Linked DNA regions of Oryctolagus cuniculus: region 2 is linked to region 1. A link is a contact called in public Micro-C data. All regions are on one chromosome and are shown on one strand. Each heading gives the region's core, a stretch centred on a gene start, on an enhancer-like site or on the middle of the called end of the contact. The rest is flanking DNA. Distances are from core to core; before and after follow the strand shown. Region 1 holds the start of ZFP36L2 (ZFP36 ring finger protein like 2). Region 2 has its middle 170 kb from the start of TRNAI-UAU.

Region 1 (3,825 bases), core at 534-3,033:
CACGTCGGGGCGCCCGAGGGCGTGGAGGCCGCCGAGGCCGAGGAGGAGCAGGAGGAGGCCGAGGAGGAGCAGGACGAGGCCGAGGAGCAGGAGGGCGGCGGCGGCGTGCGCGACGTGGGGCTGTCCAGCAGCAGCGGCGACTCGAGGCCCCCCGGGGGCTGGTGGTGGCCCGACGGGAAGCCCGAGAAGCTGAGGCTGTGGTGCAGCTTGGGCCGCGGCTCCCGCGCGAAGCCCAGGTGCAGCGCATCGCGCGCGCTGAAGGCGCGCAGGTCCCCGGAGGCGCCCCCCGACGGCGCGGGCCGCCGCTCGTCGGCATTGTGGATGAAGTGGCAGCGCGGCCCGTAGGGGCAGAAGCCGATGGTGTGGAAGGTGCGGCACAGCTCCGTCTTGTACTTGGGGTGCCGCGTCAGGCTGCGCAGCTCGTGGAAGCCGTGCGCGAACTGGCACTTCTCGCCGTACTTGCACGTGCCGCTCTCCTCGAAGGGCCGGCACAGCTCGGTCTTGTAGCGGGTCGAGTTGATCTGGGAGCCGCCGGCTCCCTTCTGTTGTTGCTGCTGCTGCTGCTGCTGCTGCAGGTGCAGGAGGTGCTGGCTGCGCTCGCCGTTCTCGCTGAACGAGCGGTCCCGGAATTTGTTCTCCTTGTTGAGCAGGGCCGTGCCGCCGCCGCCGCCCCCCGACGGCTCCTTGAGGGTGCCATAGGAGGCCGGGCCACCGGCCGCCGCGCTGCCGCCGTTAGCGGCGCCCGGGAACTTGGGCGAGCAGCTGCCGGGACTCGGCGCGGGGTGCGCCAGGGCGTGCAGGTTGCTGGCCGAGTGCCGTCGGAGGAAGCCCGGCGCGAAGCCCGAGGTGGGGGCGGCGGCCACGGGCGTCCCCACCGCCTTCTTGTCCAGCATGTTGTTCAGATTGAGGTTGGCCAGGGATTTCTCCGTCTGCCGGGGAGGGGAGAGCGAGCGGGGAAGGGATGAAAAGACGGACGGGGAGGCTAGCTGCACAGTCAGCCCCAACCTCTGGCTTCTTCTTTCCCAGCTCCTTTTCGCCCCATTTTTTTTTTTTTTTTTTTTTTGCAGGCTTCGCCTCGGCCTCCGCCCTCCTCCACCCGTACACACGCGCAAAAGAGCAGCAAGTTTGCGAGCAAGGCCGGCGAGGGCGGAGGCCGCCCAGCCTGGCCGCGCTGGGCTCCGACATGTGATCTGCAGCCCGCGGGCCGCCGGGTGGGCGGCGCAAACACCGTCCGGGAAGCCCCGGGCAGCGTGGCCGCCGCCGGCTCCTCCCCGCCCACAAGGCTCGAGCACACCCGGCTGCAAGCGGCGGGACTCTTCCCCGCCGGGAAAGTCACGGCGCGGAGGGGTCGCCCCGACGCGGGGGCGGCAGACGCGCCACGTCCGAGACGGCCCGGGGCCTCCGCTGGCCCGCGCGCCCGCCTCTCCCTCCCTGCTGCCCCGCGTACCTTGCACAAGAAGTCGATGTCGTAGAAGGCGGACAGAAGTGTGGTCGACATGTTTCTGGGTCCCGTAATGGTCGGAGCCGCAGGCGGGGAGGTCGGGAGGAGCCCTCGGGGCGGCGCGGCCGGCCTCGAGCCACGACGAATAACGGGCGAGGGGCGGGCAGGGGCCGAAAGTTTGCCGCGGGGCGAGCGGAGAAGCGGCGCGGACCGGGCAGGGGCTGCCCTGGAGTGCGGAGCGGGGCGGGGGGGAAGAGGAGAGGGAAGCAGAGCGCGCTCCTCCGCGCCCCGGGGTGCCGGCCCGCCCCCCGCGCGGAGCCGACGGCAGCTCGCGGACTGCTGGAACTCGGCGGCCCGCGAGCGCGCGCCCTATATAGAGCCCGCGCGCCCGGCCGCGGCGGGGCGGGCGCGCGGGGGGCGGGGACACCGCGCTGACCCCGCCGGGGTCTCCAGGCAACGCCGCCCGCCGGCTCGCGGACGTCAGGCGCCTTCCCGGCTTCCCATTGGCCGCCGCCAATTTTTTTCCTCCGGAGGGGGGAGGGAGCGGGGAGACTTCGGGGCGGGGCCGGCCGCCGGGGCGCCCGGGGCGGCACGGAGAGCTCGGCCGGGCTGGGTGCTGCTGGGTGGGTGGCGGCCGGCGGACGCGGCTCTCGCCCTCTGCTGGGGCTGCCGTGGTGGAAAGCCCCAGCACGTGTAACGTGATCAGGGCTCTGCAGTCCTGGACGGGTCTGTCCCCGCCCGCTCCTGCGAGGCGGATTTGCCAAGTTATTATCTGCTACTCTGGGTTTTGTGTTGGGCGCGGGAATTGCAAAATGCGCGAATCTTGCCAACCGTCCGCGAGGCCCGTCTGGTTTGCAAAGGGTGCTCAGGACGGAGGGCGGGGGCTCCGGCCGGGCTGCACGTGGAGCGACGCGTTGGGGGTGGGGGCGGCAGCGGCCACGCGGGCGGCCGGCCGCCGTCTTGCCCGGAGGCTCCCGAGCTGGTTTCTCCGCCCCTCTCCCCGCCCAGGCTCAGTAAACAGGGCTGGAGCGCCGGGGCCTGCCGGGCAGGGCTGAGTGTCTGAGGACAAGGCGCTGGCTTTGCTAATCACATCACAAGACCTTGAGCCGGGGCCAAAGGCGTGGAGTGGCGCGGGGCGTCCCGGGCGGGGGAGCGGACTCGGAGGACGCGGGGAGAAGCTGGGTGAGCCGTGCAGGCGCGGAGGTAGCTTCCCGCCGGCCTCCCGGGGCGTTGGGGGTGCCGCGGCCGCCGAGGGTCCGCGCCCAGCGCAGTCTGGGCCTGTCGCGCGCTCCAGGCCACTTCCCATCCCCGGCCGAGCCAGACCTGCGGCCCCGGTGGGGCACCCCCTTCGCTCTTCAGCTCCACGCCCCAACAGTTTGCACTGAGAAATGCGGTTTGCCGAAGGGTGCGCCGTCCCTGTTTGGGTACGGGGCAGACACCCGCCCGCAGCGCCGAGAGGCGAAAGCCACTGAAAGCACCTTCTCGCTCAGTCTGCACTGGCTGCCAAAAAGCTGGGGCCAGGCCCGCGCTGTCGTCCACCTGGCAGCCTGCACCCCAGCCGCGCTTAGCTGGAAGGTCCAGGGCGCTCAGGGAAGGAAGTTTACCTGGCCCCCACCCCTCCCCGAGTGGATCTCCCCACTTGCTGTGTCCGCACTAAGTTCGTTCCTTTTGGTGATCATTGTGTCAGTTAACCTGGAACAAAACGAGCTAGGCGGGTCGCTCAGGGCCCTGTGTGCCTTCCCCATGCTCTGCTCCCCTCCCTGCCCAGGGAGCTAGAGTCCAGGGTAGGGCTGGAGTTTAGCCCCCCCACCCCCCGGCATGTGGTCTTGAGCGAATCACATGGCGAGTTGGTGCTTGGGTTTCCTTGCTTGTAAAACTCAAGATAAAATGCATGCTTTTCTCACCTCTCACCTTTTGTCAAGGTGCAAATGAGGTATCTGCGAAGGTGTCTAAAAGATAAAACAAGTACAAGCCATCTTATGCATGAAAGTGACAAAGCATAAAGAGGAAGCCAGGCCCTGTGGGTGGGGGTCCTCAGAATAGTGAGTGTGGCGGAGCTGGGGAGCGGGGCGAGCACCCAAGTCCTGGCCCCTAGAGTTTGGAGCCAGGGGCAGGCAGAGACGTGGGAGAGGTGAGAGCTGCCCCACGTGGCTGGGCGAGGGCTGGCCCTGTTTTGAGCTTTGTCTGGTGGCCTCCAGAGCCTGTCCGCCTTCTGTTTCTCCTGGGGAATGCATCAGCAAAGTGTAAAACAGCCTTTCCCCTAACCACTGCCGTTAGGGGAGCAACAAGATTTCAGATACAAAACCAGTGGGAACATCTGTTCCTCCTGCCTTCGAGGCTGGCTGCAGCCAGCAGAGATCAAAATCGGGGGTAATTCCCAGGCC
Region 2 (3,825 bases), core at 770-3,269, 170 kb before region 1:
GAGCTTTGTTCAATGGGCATTTGTGGCCCGACCTGGAAAACTGAAGCGCATTCATAACACTGAGTCTTGGGCCTTCTGGAATGTTCTGAAATACAGCTCACGGGGAAGTGGGGAAGGATGCTGAGACACTTTCCAGGGCAAAGTGGTGTCTCCTTGCCCTTGCTGTTGCTGCTGGCTGAGAGGCGACAACCATGCGATTTCCAGGAAATGGAAGTGCTGACCCCCGCTCAATGCCCAGGAGGAGAGGGGCTAAGTGAGCCGTGGGCACAAGGTCAAGGTCAGGTGGGGAAGAAGAGAGCGAAGCGCTGAGTGGAGGGGCTGGAGAGAGGCCGTAGGGCCACGAGCCGGAGGGATCGACTCAACAGACACAAGGGGGTTGCCCTGGCAACCTAATAGTTAGTTCTGTGTCCTGCAAAAGTCACATTCTTTTGCTATCAACCCTACTTGTGGTGCAAGCTGAGTTCCGCCCGGAGGAGTGAGAGAGTGGACAGGTAGGAGGGCCCCTACGGACAGCTCCCCGTCTCCCTGGGCAGCCCTGACCCGACCCCAGTTCGATAAAACCAGACCTTGCATAGCCTCTTCCCACTCTGAGGGACTGCCTGTCATCGTGCTGGCCTGCTCCTCGGGACCCCTGCCGTATCAGTCTGACTTCTGTCACTATAATAGAATGCCTGGGGCTAGAGGCTTTATGAAGACAAGAGGTTTATTTAGCACCCAGGTTTGGAGGCTCAAAGTCCAAGATTGTGTGCCTCCATCTGTTCAGCTTCTGGTGAGGCCCCTTTGGCTGCAACACAACTTGGGAGGTGGAGAGACAGGAAGCCAGAGACCAGGGAGGGATGGTCTTGGTTACGACAACCCACTCTCCCAAGAACTAAGCAGGGTTCCATGAGAACCACATTAACTCCTTCCAAGGGAGATCCCCCAGTGACCTAATCACCTGCCCCAGGCCCTACCTCTCATAGGTTCTACCACCTCTCCCATCACCATATGGAGGCCGGCCTTCCAACATGGGACCCACTGGGGAACAAAGCACTCCAAATCCCGGCCCCCTGACACCCCATCACAAGTAGCGCATCAGAACAGAGCCTCCAAGCATCCCTTATGGGAGTCCTGGGCAGTTTTCTTTGTCTCCCTCTCATTCCTATGATGCTGGGGTACCTGGTAAAGATGGCCCCTGAGCAGCTGCCTGGTGCTAGGCACACGTACATTGTCTCATTTCATCCCCTGCCCTCAGACTATCACCATGTCCACCCCACCTGGTGCCACTGGGGCTGAGGGCAGCTAGCTTAGCTCCCGGAGAGGTCTGTGGCGAACGAGGAAGTCCCACCTTTGAGCCGAGATGGGAGTTCAGGCTCACCTGTCTTATTCCCAAGACCTATATTCTTCACTTTGTCTACCTCCTGCAGGAGAATGCGAAGGAGCCACTGGCAGCAGGAGGGTGGGACCCAGGAGGACATCTAGGAGGTGGAGCTGGGATAGGGAGCTGCAACACACCATGTCAGAGACCCAGCGGGTGGCTGGGAGGGAAGCTGTGTGCCCAGCAGCTCTGGGAGACAGCCCAGGCCGGGCAAGGCACGGGGGCACCAGCGTGAGCTCTTGGAGTGCGGGAGAGTGGAGAGCCTTGCTCCTGCGGCCAGCACAGGGCCCTTTCCTCTGCACCAGGCACACCAGCAGGGCCCACTGGCAGCACTGGGCAGGCTTGGCCTGGCAAGGAGCCCAAGGGAGGTTTTTAGAGAAGAAACATCTCCTTCCACACTGGAGCCAAGACCAGAGAGTTCCGGGGGCCAAGCGGCAGCTGCGGTGCTGAGCACCTGGGCACTGGCCTGCGGGCCCCTCTGCTCTCCTATTCCCCTTCTGTCCACAGCCTCAGTCCAGCCTGGCTGGGCGCCACGGCCAAGGGGAGGGCCTGGTAGCCCTTGCCTGGCTCCACCAGCAGAGGTCTCCAGAGCAGAGCAGAGCAGAGCACAGGAGGGCTCCTGGTGGGGGAGGCAGCCACGGGCCGTTCTGGGCCTGCTGCCCAGCTGCCAGGTGTCCAGGTGTCTACATGCATGGGCGGCCTGTATTCGCGCATGGGTGTGTCAGTGTTTGTGGGCATGCATGCGGCCGCGTCTGCATTTGTGGGCGTGTAAAGTGTCTGTGGGTGCCTGTGCACAGCTGCTTGTTTGTGTTGGGTGGTATCTGACTTCTCCTTGCAGATGCACTGCTCGTGGGCCTGTGTGTTTGTGTGCGTGTGGGTGCCTGTAGAGTTTGTGAATAGATGCCACTGCTTGGATTGGCGACGCTGGGCTGCGTGGGGGTGTGCTTTGAAATCAACATTCTTGGGGTCGGGGATGTCCCTTGCCCACACACGCTGACCCAGCCTGGACGTCTCCTGCCCCCTGCCCAGCACAGTCCCCCAGTCTGTTTGTTAAAACCCCACTGACAGCAGGTGCTGCTGACCTGAGCGCCCAGAGACAAGGCTTTCCAGAGCGCCGTCTGTTCGGAGTCGCTCCTCTGCAGTCTGTAGACCCTGTCCCCCTGGTTGGGAGGGAGACCAGAGCCCGAGAGCGAGGGGTCGGGGAGGGGGAGGCAGGGCGGGGCCCACGGGGAGACAACATGTCCAGGGCTGGCTCACCCGTGAGCAAAGAAGGTGGCGGCCATGGGAGAACCAACCCTGGCCAGGAGCCTGGCTGGCGGCAGCAGCTCCTCTGGCCCCCCTGCCAGGGTCTGCACAGTGCTCAGCCAGAGCTGGGGCAATGGGCCCCTGTGTTGTGTTGAAAACCCTTGTATGGAGCACCGGGCCAGAGTCTGGAGCCCAGCATGTGATGGGAAGCTGTGTCACTTTCCTATTTCAACAATAACGGAGCACCACAAACGTACTGGCTTAACACAATGCACATTTGTTATGATGCAGCTCTGGAAGCCACAAGTCCAAAATCAGCCTCACTGGGTTAACACCAAGGCATCGTCAGGGCTGGGCTCCTCCTGGGCTGCAGGGGAGAAGCTGTTTCCTTGGCTTTTCCAGCTCCCATCCAGTGGCTGCCTGCACTCCTGGGCACGCGGCCCCTTCCTGCACCCTCCGAGCCAGCTGCACGTGGCGTCTTCAAGCCGCCCTGTTCACTGCCGCCGACCCTCTCGTGAGGACTCCGGTGATGACTTGCTGCTCCCGATAATCCAGGATAATCCCCTCATCTCGAGATTCGACACATAATCTCGTCCACAGAGTCCTTTTGCCTGTCAGGTCACACATTCACAGGTTCTGGGAGACAGGGCGTGGGCCTCTCTGGGGAGCCATCATTCTGTCCACCAAAAAGGGCAGTCACAGGCCAGCAAGAGCGAGTGGCGTTCTCGGTCCTCCTGCTGCTTACTGAGGCACCCAGAGGGACCCTCACTCCTGTCCTGTGATGCCAAGCAGTCCTGTCTGGGGCTTGAGCAGCCATGGGCACCACGCACCAGGCCTCCCAGTGGCTCCAGGCTGGGCACCTGCTGTTACAGCACTGCTGCCTCACCTGGGCCCCCTGCGTCTCCCTCAGCACCTCCTAGCCTGCCCCATATCCAAACCTGGCTCCGTCTGAGGCCAGGTCCGCTCACCCATGCACCCCTCGCCAGCTCACCTTGTCCATTTCCCCTCTGAATTCCTGCCCTGGCCCCTCTCCCAGCCCCACGGGCCTCTTGTTCTCCGTGGGGCTCCCGCCTGCCAGCTCCCTGGTCCCCTCAGCCTTTGCCACGCATGTGCAAATCCCATGCACAGGCACTCTGTAGCTCCCGCTGAAAGCCCAGACCCAGGACCCTGAGGAGGGAGACACGTGCATGGCAGGGCAGGCAGCGCTAAGGGTCTCAGGGGGC

The links. A called contact is a pair of places that touch in the nucleus more often than the background predicts.
Region 2: a contact with region 1 is called in a Micro-C map of ear pinna, with 8 times the contacts expected there. The contact joins the enhancer-like site here to the promoter of ZFP36L2 in region 1. A contact is called at or near these places in 3 of 6 Hi-C or Micro-C datasets (ear pinna, psoas muscle and an unstated tissue).

What each region holds. Positions count from the first base shown.
Region 1 is chr2:159,502,588-159,506,412 of mOryCun1.1, reverse strand. It overlaps ZFP36L2 (ZFP36 ring finger protein like 2), which reads right to left and starts at 1,783. Exons shown (of 2, transcript XM_008254731.4): 1 at 1,448-1,783; 2 at 1-929. The coding sequence starts at 1,498.
Region 2 is chr2:159,671,470-159,675,294 of mOryCun1.1, reverse strand. No RefSeq gene overlaps it. Among named protein-coding and RNA genes, the nearest start is that of TRNAI-UAU, 170 kb to the left of the region's middle. Within about 2 kb of position 2,019, at least 2 of the 8 cell types and tissues checked have an H3K27ac peak or open chromatin away from gene starts, as enhancers often do. A contact at or near this core is called in ear pinna, where this site is marked.